Linked DNA regions of Zea mays: region 2 is linked to region 1. A link is a contact called in public Hi-C data. All regions are on one chromosome and are shown on one strand. Each heading gives the region's core, a stretch centred on a gene start, on an enhancer-like site or on the middle of the called end of the contact. The rest is flanking DNA. Distances are from core to core; before and after follow the strand shown.

What was found. Hi-C and Micro-C count contacts between places; a contact is called where the count stands out from the background.
Region 2: a Hi-C map of ear shows a contact between it and region 1, with 2.2 times the contacts expected there. The contact joins the promoter of LOC103640990 here to the enhancer-like site in region 1. A contact is called at or near these places in 3 of 25 Hi-C or Micro-C datasets (ear, endosperm and leaf).

Annotation. Positions count from the first base shown.
Region 1 is chr10:30,448,906-30,456,114 of Zm-B73-REFERENCE-NAM-5.0, reverse strand. No RefSeq gene overlaps it. Among protein-coding and RNA genes, the nearest start is that of LOC100283010, 83 kb to the right of the region's middle. Within about 2 kb of position 5,509, at least 17 of the 20 cell types and tissues checked have an H3K27ac peak or open chromatin away from gene starts, as enhancers often do. A contact at or near this core is called in ear and leaf, where this site is marked.
Region 2 is chr10:30,643,854-30,650,627 of Zm-B73-REFERENCE-NAM-5.0, reverse strand. It overlaps LOC103640990 (probable serine/threonine-protein kinase At1g09600), which reads right to left and starts at 3,598. Exons shown (of 9, transcript XM_008664416.3): 1 at 3,135-3,598; 2 at 2,302-2,952; 3 at 1,952-2,236; 4 at 1,537-1,854; 5 at 1,213-1,440; 6 at 1,004-1,104; 7 at 823-931; 8 at 399-716; 9 at 1-289. The coding sequence starts at 2,730. The coding sequence ends at 146.

The sequences.
Region 1 (7,209 bases), core at 4,260-6,759:
TCGATCTATATTGGATCGTCGATTGTGGATCGGGTGGCTAGGATTAGCCCGTACCCCTTCGATTAGAACCTTTAACTAAAGAGACCTTGGGTTCTGAGAGAAATAACACGTAGTCCTGGCGGGGGAGTTCTGAGTCTATGTAAAATTTATGGTTTAGCCCCTGGACTCTCTGGTAATGATGCGCTCAGTCCAGATAATTACAAAATCAAATAAATTCATTTGGAAAATACTTTTTAATGCAAAAATAAATGCTAGAATTTTTTTATTCATAGAAAACTCATATGAAGACCAAATCAATCCATTCCGATTTCTATAATTTTATAATATTATTGTTTATCAATTAGTGCCACTATTTTGACATGAAAGTCACATTAAAATTTATATCCTAGTTAATCTTGTACAAAACACAAAATCTTTAGAAATTCATAACTTAAAATCTATAATTCCGAACTGAACCGTTCCAGTTGCGTTAGCTTCATATGAATATTTACTATGCAATAACAACATTTATTATACCATGTCTTGTTCTTTTATAATTAGATCTTTATTTAACTTATGTTGGTTGGTCCCGTTAAACTACTTATCATTATAATCTACTAGTAGAATATGATCTATGGTCAATTTATAACTTAGATTAAAGTTGAGATAATTATTTATAGAATAACCTCTCATATGATTTATATTAAACAATTTATAATATAGTTTAATATTTTAATCACACAGATCTTCTACAAAATCATAACTCCGATCTTAGTAGTTCTTGATCCCACGATCTCGTAGCATCGCGTAAATCATTATTATTCAGTTTGTTCTTATGTTTGGTGTAATGTTAATTTTGTCTATACCATGTCTGCTTGTATTGCTACGACTAGCAGTGAGGTCACGAGAATCTGAGGATCATCCTGGTACCTGGAATCTCAAGTCCTAGGCAAGTTGTGCCCTTGATCACTTCCTTTTTACCCAGTCATGTTCTTATTAATCATAATGATCTGCATTGGTTAATTTGATGGGATCCAATAGGTTACCCTAGTTTTGGCTATCTTTATACCTTGTTTTACCACTGAATTTTTTGGGTATTATATGCTATTGCTTTATGTGGTTTTGGGTATAGAAATAAACATTACTCATGTTCACACTTTTGTTATCAGTTTATTATTTACTGTTCATGATAAGATCATTATGTTAATGGGAACATGGAGAACCACCCGGGAAAACAGTGCCACCACAAGGGTGGTATGGGACGCTCTTGGTTGACTAATTAGGAAAGCTAGTGGAAGACTACCTTACCCAAAAGGGGCAAGGGCGGTAGGGGAGTTGCATGCAGGGAGGTTCTCGGGTTGATTTTGCTGCGATGGCGGTCAGACGAGGGATTCTTGCAGGTGCTCTTCCCATAAACTGTAGCGGGTTTTCGGAAGCTAGTGGAACTTTGTAAAGGCTTCGTAGTGGATTCCTAGACATTCACCTCGGTAGTGTCTAAGGGTCTAGCTAACCCTGGCTACATGGGATACACGACTTGTGGGTACAGGGTACAACCTCTACAGAGTGTAAAACTAGTATACTAGCCATGCTCACGGTCATGAGCGACTCGGACACTCACATGATTAATTTATGGAATTAAATTCAATTTATCATTTGCATCGCATTAGGATTACTTTATTATTACTTCTATCTATTTTTCTAAGGTTTGGTATTTACTTATACTTAGTAACTGGTAATAAAATTTTGACCAACTTATAAAAGCAATGCTCAGCTTCAACCTTTGTTTTGTTGATCTGCCTTACACTTCACATGAATTCCCACCTTTGGTGAGTTCATGCACATTATTCCCCACAACTTGTTGAGCAATGAACATGTGTGAGCTCACCCTTGCTGTCTCACACCCCCCCATAGGAGAAGAACAGGTGGTTCAAGTGGAGCCACACATTGAGGAGTTCGATTCGATTTAGGTGGCATCTCCCAGTTGACTTTGTGGCGCCAAGGATGGACTTTAGTTCGATTTATATTTATAATTTATTTTGTAAGACTTCCACTATATAATAAGTACTCTGATTATATTGTGACATTTATCTCTATACACTCTGTTATTATATGTGTTGTCTTCTTTGGCACATATATGAGATGCACCTGGCTTTGTGCCTTAAAACCGGGTGTGACAGAAGTGGTATCAGAGGAATGTTGACTGTAGGACGAAACCTAGATAGAAATGGACAAAACCATTACCTACTTACCATACTGTGATTCTTTCTAAACTTACCTTAATCTTTTCTCATCTATTTCCGCTTTACTCTGATTATTCTTACCTTTTCTTTCTAAAGACAAATGTGGATTTCACACTTTTGAAATCATGTGCCTAAAGTGACCTTTAGGAATAGGAGACCTATTCTTAGGAACCAAAAACAAAACTATTTTTTAGGTATCTATACGCTTGAGTGCTTGTTCTTATGATGCTTGTTTGATTTGGATCTTTGATTGAGTGTGATGAGTCGTGGAGTAATGTCCATAATTACATCTACATATACATATAGGCATAAATATAAAAAATAAAATCCATGAGATAGCTAAACAACTTAGATTATCCTCCATTAAAGTGTATCTATTTTATATAGATCCCTCTTATCTTAAAAGACTCTCTCTTATCTTAATAGATCCATCTTATCTTAAAAGATACTCTCTTACCTTAATAGATTCATCTCATCTCGAAAAGATTTCCATCTTATCCAAATAGATCTAACTAATCTCAAAAGATTCTATCTTATTCTTAGAGACTCATCTTGTCCTAATAAGCATATTTATCCCCACCACTTTGCTTATCTCATAATAGTGTAACAAACATGATCTATTCCAAAATAAAATAAGTAGATCTTATCTAGTCTAATCTGATTACACCAATTTAATTTTGATCCCATCTAATCTGATCAGACCTAACCTAATGGACAAGCATGTCAGATAATACTGGTAAAATAAGATTGGATCCTAGTCTTATAAATATGTTTTAATCTAAAATGGAATCTTAGTCCAACCTGGCCATATGCAACTACCTTAACCACCCGATAGTTGCATAACCCCTCTGTTTTAACCTAACAGAGATTCTGACTTGCTTACACCATATAATTTATCCTATCTCAAAAGAATATAACATATCCTAATAGTATTTATTCTACCCTGGTAGATCTAATCAACTTAAACTAGTCTAATCTAGTTATATGCAATTTAATCTAGACCCTACCTAATATAATATGATCCAATCTAAAGGGAGTGACTTAAACAAGTCAGTTAATACTGGCAACATAGATAGACCATATTCCTATAAATGGGTTTTAAACCTATATTGGTGTCATAGACCAATTCGTCCGAGAAACCACGACCTACCCTATGTTATAGTTTGCCCAACCCATTTATCCCAAAAACAAAGTAAAACTCTGTTCAACCTACCTACCCCATGTACCCGTAATCGTTATCCCAACTCGGATGATAGTATCTAACACCAAGACTGATGGTCCCTAAATCAGACCCAAAAAGAAGGTTAACCTCGACAATGAAGGATATGGATAGAAACAGACCTTCAGATGAAACAAGATCCACCATCCGGAATAAAAAAATCTCACTTACTTAACTTTCTTTTACCCCCAAACCTTCTCTACACTCACCAAATAGCTAAAACATGATGTACCCTTGTTTTCTATGCCACACCTGTTAATGGCATGAAAATTTTTGGTATATAAAAAAATACTAATTGGAAATACCACTTAGAAAAAATATATACTAGAATTTCATAAAGGTAAAGTCAGCTTGATATGCTTAACTAAATGGTATTCTTAAATAGGAGTATAGAATTTAATGTGATCTAGTGTGATCTAATCCAATGTGGTCTGCTTAAACAGATTAATAGAACTTGGACCCTTCTAAGGTGTTAACTTAATTTAGCACATTATATCAACTCAACCATGAGCTAACCGAACCCATAGAGTCATGATGGATTGTATAATCTGTCTATCCTCACCTAACATCAAACAAGATTTTGACCTACACCATGTAAGTCTATCTCACCCATATCTATCTCATCTTAACAGATATTATTTTACCTTTGTATATTCACCTTATACGACTAGTTATCCCAAGCTTGATATAAAACAATAGATTAAGCCCTGCCAAAGACTCTTCAGTCCATAACCAGCTACTAGCTTATTCGTTCTGCCTACCAAATAATTTTCCTTAAAAAACTATTTTACCATATGCTTCTAACTCAGATGGTCAATACCAGGAAGGGAGGACTATCAGGCAACAGCAAACAGAAATGAGTCCTCCAGATCCTCCATCGGTTGGAATCGATCAAGTGGTTGCTGCCCAAATGATGGTAATACAACAAATGACAAACATAGTTACCGAAATGCAAAATCAGATAAGACAAGAACGCCAGGAAATACGTCAGGACCGGCTGGAGATACTTTAAGAAATAAGGCAAGCACGGTTGGAAAGATAACAACAACAACACCCACTACCTCCACCACCACCAGCTCCACCAAGCTACATAAATATATATATATATATATATATATATATATATATATATATATATATATATATATATATATATATATATATATATATATATATATATATATATATATATATATACTACTATTTGTAAGACCTAAATGTTACTTTAGTTAGTAGATGGTATGATACTATTTTAGGAGGAATAATAAGGTCTATTTGACCCATGTGTTGCTAATAAACTATGCATCATGCTGAGATTTTTGTTTGTGCATATGTGTTGAGACCATATGAGTATACATCCCTTTTCATTCAAATCTCGGGGACGAGATTTCTGTTAAGGGGGGTAGGATTTGTAAAGCCCAAAATTGGTAGGAAAAAACAATAATAATAATAATAATGAAATAAAAAATTTAAGAATCGCGCTTTAGGGATTTTTGAAACCTTCCTGTATTTCTCATGCCTTTGAATGTTTAACTTCAAAAAGAAAAGAGGAAGGAAATTGTATTAAAGTCATTTACTATTGCTAGAATTAAATGGTGGGAAGAAGAATAAATAATAAATAAATAAAATTTCAAAGAGCAAAAGTATTATTCAAGAGAGAATTGTGAATTCAAAGTTCAAACATGAATTTAAATTTAGTTTGGAATTTGAGAATAAGAGAAAGGGGAATAGAAAATAAAATAGAAAAGGAGGAGGCAAAGGAAACAAAAATACTTAAAATAAATATATAAGTCTATAAAAATATATACTTTGCCTTCATGTTGTTATTCTAGATGTTACAATTAAATTAGAATTTGAAACCCCTATTTAAATCTGAATATTGAAGATGGGAATAGAAATAGAAAAAAAAACAGAAAACAAAATAAAAGAAAAGGTTCACCTCCACTGCATGGGTCGAATTTGCTCCTCATGGCCCACTACCCCGCGCCGTCCCGCTTCTACTCTCCACCGCGCGCGCTTCCACTGTGCCAAAACCCTAGCCGCCAGCCTCACTCCTCACCGCGCGCGCGTACGTAAAGCTGGCACTGACTCGTGGACCCGGTCGTGCTTACGCGCGTACCGCCCCACTCACTCACTGCTTGTGGGACCCCCTCGACAGTAGGGTCTTCTTCCCTGTTTGACTCGGACGGCACCGTTGCGAACGGATCAACCGAGACCTCAGGCGAGCGCCCACTTGCTTGAATTTTGCGGGCTGTTACTGTCTCGGCGTCATGATCCAGCACCCGGGAAAAACGCGAAAGCTGCCCACCACCACGGCCGATTAGGAGGTAAGAGAGGGAGAGCTTGAAGACGCCGCCGCGGGCAACTCGACCACACCGTCGTCTAGGCTCTGGCGAGTTCCCTTGAGGTCTCGAAGGATCGTGCTTATCGCGTGTGGGGCCTCGCTGGGCGTGGGAAGAGTCCGGGGCGACGGGAGTTCATTGACGGACTTCACGGAAGCTGCAGAGACACCCCACAACGTCGCCAGACCTAAACACCGCCCAATTGCCGGTGAGAAACCTCTCCAAGCTTTCTTCTCCACGTCTGCGATAAGTAGCATCGATTTGAGAAGGCAATGGGATGATTGTGCGTTAGGAATTTGACGCTGGAGTATGTCACCACCGTGGGTCCGCATGGATGTCGTGGGCGGTATCACCCGCGCTATAGCTTCGTGTAATGTCACCCTAATCTGCTACGCATCGATTCCCGCTTCGTGTAGCACTTTTTAGTTTGGGTAAATGATGAACGTAGCGCCGGGCGTGGATCTCGTCGGGCTCCTCCACTGCGGGAGATTGGCCGGCACCGCCGTCTAGGGGACGCGGGGTAGGAGACGGGTCTTTCAGCCATGGATCTTCGAGTAGACGGCTGAGATTAGGCGCGGGAGCCTACCCCTTCACACTTTAAATCCGAGCCATTGGCGACTCATCCGAGGGCTTGTGTGCGGTAAAGACGTAGTGGGATCCGGGGCGTAGATCTTGGATCCTGGGGCTCGGGTGGCGTACCATTTCGCGAGGCTTCGATCTAATCTGGAACGTCGATTGTGAATCGGGCGGCTAGGATTAGCCCGCACCCATTCGGTTAGAACCTTTTACTAAAGAGACCTTGGGTTTTGAGGGAAATAACCCGCAGTCCTGGCGGGGGAGTTCTGAGTCTACGTAACATTTATGGTTTAGCCCCTGGACTCTCTGGTAATGATGCGCTCGGTCTAGATAATTAGAAAATCAAATAAATTCATTTGGAAAATACTTTTTAATGCAAAAATAATTGCTAGAATTGGTTTAATTCATAGAAAATTCATATGAAGACCAAATCAATCTATTCCAATTTCTATAATTTTATAATATTATTGTTTATCAATTAGTGCCACTATTTTGACATGAAAGTCACATTAAAATTTATATCCTAGTTAATCTTGTACAAAACACATAAAATCTTTAGAAATTCATAACTTAAAATCTATAACTCCGAACTAAACCTTTCCAGTTGCTTTAGCTTATATGAATATTTACTATGCAATAACAACATTTATTATACCATGTCTTGTTATTTTATAATTAGATCTTTATTTAACTTATGTTGGTTGGTCTCGTTAAACTACTTATCATTATAATCTACTAGAATATGATCTATGGTCAATTTATAACTTAGATTAAAGTTGAGATAATTATTTATAGAATAACCTCTCATATGATTTATATTAACCAATTTATAGTATAGTTTAATATTTTAATC
Region 2 (6,774 bases), core at 2,349-4,848, 200 kb before region 1:
CTGTCTCATCTCACTACTTCAATAGCTGACCGTGTTGCATTGCATGTGACAGACAGCTATTGCGGCTCCTCGATATGGCAGCTTTTGATGAGTCTGGGTGAGTCCATGTGAGGCTTCTCCTAGCGCCTTCAGCTGCTCTATGTAGCTACTTGCTTCCCTTACAGAGTCGCGCCTTGCGCACCGCTTCTTGGATGTGCCTCTCGTGCTCCTTGAGCATGTCTTCGATGTTGCCACCCGGTGGCATCAACGGCCCAGAATAGTGGATCCTTTTGTACTTCCTTCCACGGTCCTGCTGGTCACAGCAATTCACATGCATATGATACTAAAAAACTGGCGCGAAATGAAAAAGAAAGAAAAGAACGCCTAGCGTAGTCTGATCTGATCCGAGTACTACTAACCTCCTGCTGGTCTTTCTTCTGAGAGGAGACGGCAGGCCTGTCTGCTCGCTGGTTGCGGTCACCGCCGTTCCTCAAGTCTGCAGCGTCGTACTGTGGCGTATTCGAATTCGATGGCCCTTTCTTCCTCGCAACGCGAACAGAGCTGCAAACGCGGCCGAGGACCGAACGATGGTGATCCCCTGTGTTATTCCACGTGGATCCACACTCAGGAACCTGCGCTGAGGTTGGCAGTGCCCGAGGCTCTACACGGAACCCTGGCACACTGTCCTCGGCGCTGAACTTCTCACAGGTGCTCTTCGAAGTGCTATGCGTGGGTTGCTGCAGATGTTGCATTCATTCACATTATTTCTAATCTTGTTTTAAGCTTTTTTGTATCCTGATTTGTGATGACAAAGCCTACTAATAGATTAAAGCAGCTACTCACCTTAACTTGAGCAGCTATATCAATGGCGCGACTGGCTACTACATGGCTCTCATTTCCAGGTTTGACAGATTCAGCTCCTGGCCCGCCAAGTGCCGCCGCGTTTCTTAGCCTTGATGAAACAGAGTAATGCGAACGTCAGCATCACAATAAACCCTAAATCCACAGATGCAGTACCATGTACCTCCTGGCTTCTTCTTGCCTAAGTCTGACATCGTACTCTTTGCTTGGTGGGAGTTTCGGTAGGCTCGAAGGGTCGCAAGCGAGTGGTTTGGCTCTGAAAAACTGAGGCATATATTCCAAAAACACAAGCGAGTTGATGGCATAAGCGCAGACATATAAGAAACACAAGCTCGGAAGGCTAAGTGCAAAAAAAAAAAAGAATCTTATTACTTCACTTTGAAGAGCTGAGGTGGCTGTTCCACGTCCTTCTGGCTCTAGCGAAAGCAATGAGTCGATGAGAAGTACAGCTGGAGTGGGTAAATCTTTGAAAGTCTCGGTGACACACCGCCTGTATTGCTGCTGAGGCTTGAACATTGCAGTTTCTGGCACCTTCGATTTCTTGCAGTAGTTCTCGGATGGGGAGCCACACAGCTTAAATATCTTGTGGATTTGCTCCACCTGGCAATGGCAACGATTTCGGGCTCATTATATTAATTGGTGATCGATGTCTGGAAGCAAAACGACAAGAAGCATCAATAATCAAATTAGAACTACCTCGGTTCTTCCTGGCATGATTGGCTTGCCAGCAAACAACTCAGCCACGATACATCCTGTGCTCCACATGTCCACCGCAGCAGCATAATCTGTGGCACCCAGCAGAAGCTCCGGTGGTCTGTACCATAACGTCACAACGCGGCTTGTCAGTGGCTGCGGGTTGCTGGGATCGTACGATATTGCCAGGCCGAAGTCTCCGATCTTGAGCGTCCCGTTGCTGTCAATCAACAGGTTCGAGCCCTTGATGTCCCTATGCAGGACCCCGTTTCTGTGGCAATGGTCGAGGCCGTGGAGCAGCTGCTGGACGATGCATTTTATCTGGTGTATATATATATATATTTATTTGCGCTACAGTTTTAGTGTTCGTTCCCAAGTGATGGATGGATGGATGGACAAGGTAAACCTACTAAACCACCTGCGGCTCAGTGAGCTTGAGGCCTGGAGTTGCAACGAGACCAGCGAGGTCATGCTCCATGTACTCGAAGACAAGGTAGAGGCTCTGCGACACGCGGGACGTTACGATCCCTTGGAGCTTTATGACGTTGGGATGGTCCAGCCTCCGAAGGATGTGGATTTCTCTGGCCATGAAGCGCACGCTCTCGGGATCCATGTTGACGAACCGCACCTTTTTTAGCGCAACGATCTTCCCAGATTCCAGATCCCGGGCTTTGTACACCACACTGTAGGTTCCTTGCCCAATCTGCGACGCAAAACAATCTATTCTAGCAATTTGCATGCATGGTATACACTCAGTAAGTAGTTTACCTTGGCCAGTTTCTCAAAGGAATCTGCTCGCCGAGGCAACCAGCCTTCTACTGCTTTAGGTGCCACATTCACGAGCCAAGATGGCCAGCCAGAGACTGCATTAAGCCCTTTAAACTCTGCGTTGTTTCCACTGCTGATCCTAGCATCTAGAGACACTACCACCTTTTCTGCACCATACAGATTTCCTTTGGTCTTTGCATTATTAAGCGCGGCTGAACTGCTGCTGTCCTTCGCGATCGCATCAGTGGCTGGCTCACTTCTCCTTGGCGGCGTTCTGCGTCCAGAAGCGGCATTGGCATCTTCTTTGGCGCCTTTGGAGCAAAGACAGCCCATAAGATGCAGGGCCTTCTTCTTGAACGAGCTGATTGCACTGAGACCAATTTTTGCGGTTTTTCTTGCTAATCTCTGCACTTGACGACAAATGACCATCTCCTCAGCTAGCTTCCCAGTCTTGCTACTGACTTTTGATTGTATCCGTGATGACCATACAATTATTGAAAGAACAGCAGATGAGTTCGTTCTTTATTTTGTGCTTTTTTCCCCCTATATATGATCTTGAGGAACAGGCTACCAGTTTCTTCAATGCCTATTCTCTAGGGGCGCGGGGTGATTAGATGGACTGGCACAAATTGTATAGATATTGGAGAGAAACTGAAATGCGTGAAAATAATGTCAAATTTGGGCAACAGTTTGAAGAAGGCCAGCAAATTAAAACGTTTGGAATTTTATGAATCAGGCTAATCTATCAAAACCAACTACTATGTAGCACACAAGTTTTTTCCAATTCAAATGATTTCATATGAAACACTAGGCGTGATAAAAAAAAACTTTACCTTTGGGAGGAGCTAGCAGCACCCTGACCCAACCGACAGTAAGTTGATTGTGGGCAATGGTTAGCTCTTTCAAAATCTGATCAGGAGCAGGAAAAACCAGCCAAATATGATGAAAATTGCAGATTGGTGTGAAGGCATCCCAGCAACATGAACCAAGAACCAGGTATCAATCTGTTTTTTTCCTTCAATAAACCATTACGACACCAGCTTCCCATTTTGGTCCTTGGACAGAGGGGTGAGTACAAGAACACTAATGCACAACAAAGTTGGATTGCAAACAACAGATAGGGATTTCGCTGTAAGGGAGTTTCATAGAGAAATTTCTTTATTTTTTCTGTCTCTAAAGCAATACACGAAAAAAAATTAAAAAAAAAATATCAAAAGGAAATGAACCAAACCATTAGAAATTGCTAACGGCCAGGTATTCAGAAAGGAACGGATGGGAGATATTGTGAGAGCTAAAATTAGCTCATGGTTACCCTTCTTATCTATAAATAGTTACAAGTCATGTTTCTTCTCTCTCATACCTCCTGTGTATAACCTCCAACAATTTGGATGCGGTTAATGGATAGATGATAGTGTAATTCATTTTACATAAAAACTACTGTAGCAAAAAGAAAATTCTGTAAATTGTAATGTGACTATATTAAATTAGATTTTTGCAGGGCAACTTTTTTAACATATTAAAAAATACTCCAAAAAAATCTATCTCTACTAATTAAAAAAGCAGCACCATCGTGCGATGTTTGTGCTTCACGTGCATTGCATTTGCATACAAGCCTGCCTCCGCGTTTGGAATCACATGCAGCCCCTCCTTTACCCACGCGCTACATGATGCATGCATGCAAGTCTGGTCCCGCGTCCGAATCCTCTCTGCGCGGTGCGCGACCGCTTCGTGGGCCGATGCGCTGCGTGGGTTGCACGCATACCGGGTTAAGTTCATCTAGGCCCTGCCATACATCCCGACTGGAACCTCACAAGATATTAGGCCTACTCATACCTGTCTTTGTCACAAAAATCTAGAACGACTATACAGGTGTGCTAAATAGCTTGACAGGAACAAGATCTTACTTCTCCTTTACATCCCAAGAGCGATTAACACATCTCATAGACATTACAACACAAATCGGAGTAAAGCGGAAAGAGTTATAATAACTTAATTCACATCCAGATGTTTGAGTAAACAATATAAGGAAAGAGTAGTTATTACAATATAAGGGTTTGAGTGCAACCTACTTATTTCATAATTGGAAGGTTAGCACCTTCCATAACCAATACTTAAGTTTCCTCCTCTGCTTTGGGACTACTTGGTGCAGAAGCAACAAAACTCCAAAGGTTCACCATCTGCAACGATGGGTTCAAAGAACCCTAAGTACGAAGGTATTTTCGCAAGTCTTACCTGACTAAAGAAAAGACTATCAATGATATGTTGAATTTTGAGAATAAATGTAAAGTATAGCAAGAATCAAGAACTCTATTGCATCAAAGCTTACTAAAATTGGTCCCCAAGCTTTCATTGTACTTGCCAAATTAAGTAGTTTCCTGAATCTAGATTATCCTAATCTAGATCAATCACTTGTCTTAATCTAGCTTTCTTTTATCACATCCTAGTTTCACTTGTTAAATACGATGTAGGGCAGTGACCAAGTCTTCATATATGAGAAGTAACGACAATCCGAATCAATTAATACCCAGCTGTTGATGTCTAATCACACGATATATGTAGCACTTAACCCTTGCATATGTCAACCGTCTTCAGGTTTCTCAAGACCAGAACGGTTTCACGCCACCCGATAGCACAGTTACTCTATCGTCCAGCCTCTTGTCACGGAGGGTACACGCTACTCTTGCCATCTAAGAGAAGCTTGTAAGAAAACATAACATTGTCAAAATATTGGAAAAAGATAGTCTAACAACTAGATATCAAAACATCACCTTTCTTCCCTATAGCTCCACTTTCAAGTTGGCAATGTTCCTCTGCACGACAGTTACTTCCCTCAAAACCTTCACCAAATCACCGCTTTTGTCAGAGCTAGTCTGGTCTTCCTGCAATAAGAAAAACATAGGGGAATAGTGAGCACTTGAGATGGCCATTTGTTCATTGCTGGTACCACCTCAGTTTTTGCATGCTTGTGTCTAGTGCGTCAGTTCAGACTCAATCATTTCGAACCTATATTTCAAGCAATGAAAGAAATACTCTAAATAGGAGGAAAAGGAAAAGATGTGAAGACTATGCGGACATGAGGTCATACGTCATAATTGAGGCACAAGGACGCTCATGGACAGTAGCTTAATCAGTTGCTTGGCCTTAATAATATGAAGGGGTCCCATTATCTTCCTAGTCGTCGAAATAGCAAAAAGAAAAGGTCACTCTACCAAATTTAGCTCGCACGAGATTCCCTGCTCCTTTGATGTGCCATTCACGATAATGATGATGCATGCATCCTACTACTCACCAATAAATGACGTCTGGGAGGGTGACCGTAGTCGTGAGTGTAGTGAACAACAAAGACGGAGTGAATAAAGTAAAACAACTTGTCAGCGATTTAACTAAGATTAGGTTTCGCTAAAAGTCTATCAATCTGTGAAAGGCCTGTGTTTCTTCTCGATTGATACATGGACAACAAATTTCTTGGTGATGTATTTTGAAGGGAAAACGTTGTGTGGAAAACTGACAGAGCTCATCTTGTTCATATCCCTTCGAGCAGTCGTTGTCAGAACGTTGCTAAAGCCAGAGGCTAGGTAAGCTCCAATTACACCTAATGAGCGAAAAAATTGCTATTTTGTCACTTCATTGTGGGCTCTTTACTATTATGTCACCCTATGTCTATGACTTGTGTGACTATTTGTGTCTATGATTTGTGTGTCTGATGGTAAAATAGAAAAGCCCACGACTGAGAGTGCCTATCAGCAGGTCGGCATAGAAGCCACCATAAATAATGACAAGAAACCCATCTTCTTGTCTTGTGACGGAGCAGGATTAACATCTTGTTTATCTGCTTGATATATGGTTAACGTCGGACCGGTCGTTAACTTTGTTTATTTGTGGCAGTGTACTCTGGCGTCGGATGTCTGAAGGCGAAAATAAAAGACAAGACAAATCCAGTCTTATGTCACTAATTGCATCGGTTCATGCGTCAGCAGATTATGATGTATGTGGGCAAGGAAAATAGCTGGGCGTGCCAACATCACATAGACGATTTACCTGAAAGTTCCCATCACACGTGTAGAAACAGCGTTTACTTCAACTGCTTGGTATTTGGCTAACCCAAAATTTGCAACTTGTACCAAAAAATGTGCATCTTTCAGTTAAGTATGCAGGGCAGGCACACATGACTGAAGATTTTCGGTTGTTTGGGGTCTGTTGGGGTCTGCTTCGTCGCCGAAGGTCCCATAAGAAGAAACACTTTCGGAAGACTGACACAAAGCCGAAGCTATCAATCAAAGAGTTTCGGAGTACATTTTCAGATGCACTGACTTAAAGATGAAATGACCAATCGGCCCGAGATAGCTTGTACTATGATTGTAAACATTTGTAAAGGGCATGAATGTAATTTCTCATAGACTGTGTCCTGTGCCTATAAATAGATGAACAATACCCCTGTACTGTACACGCTATCTTGTATTCGCTTGTGCACAA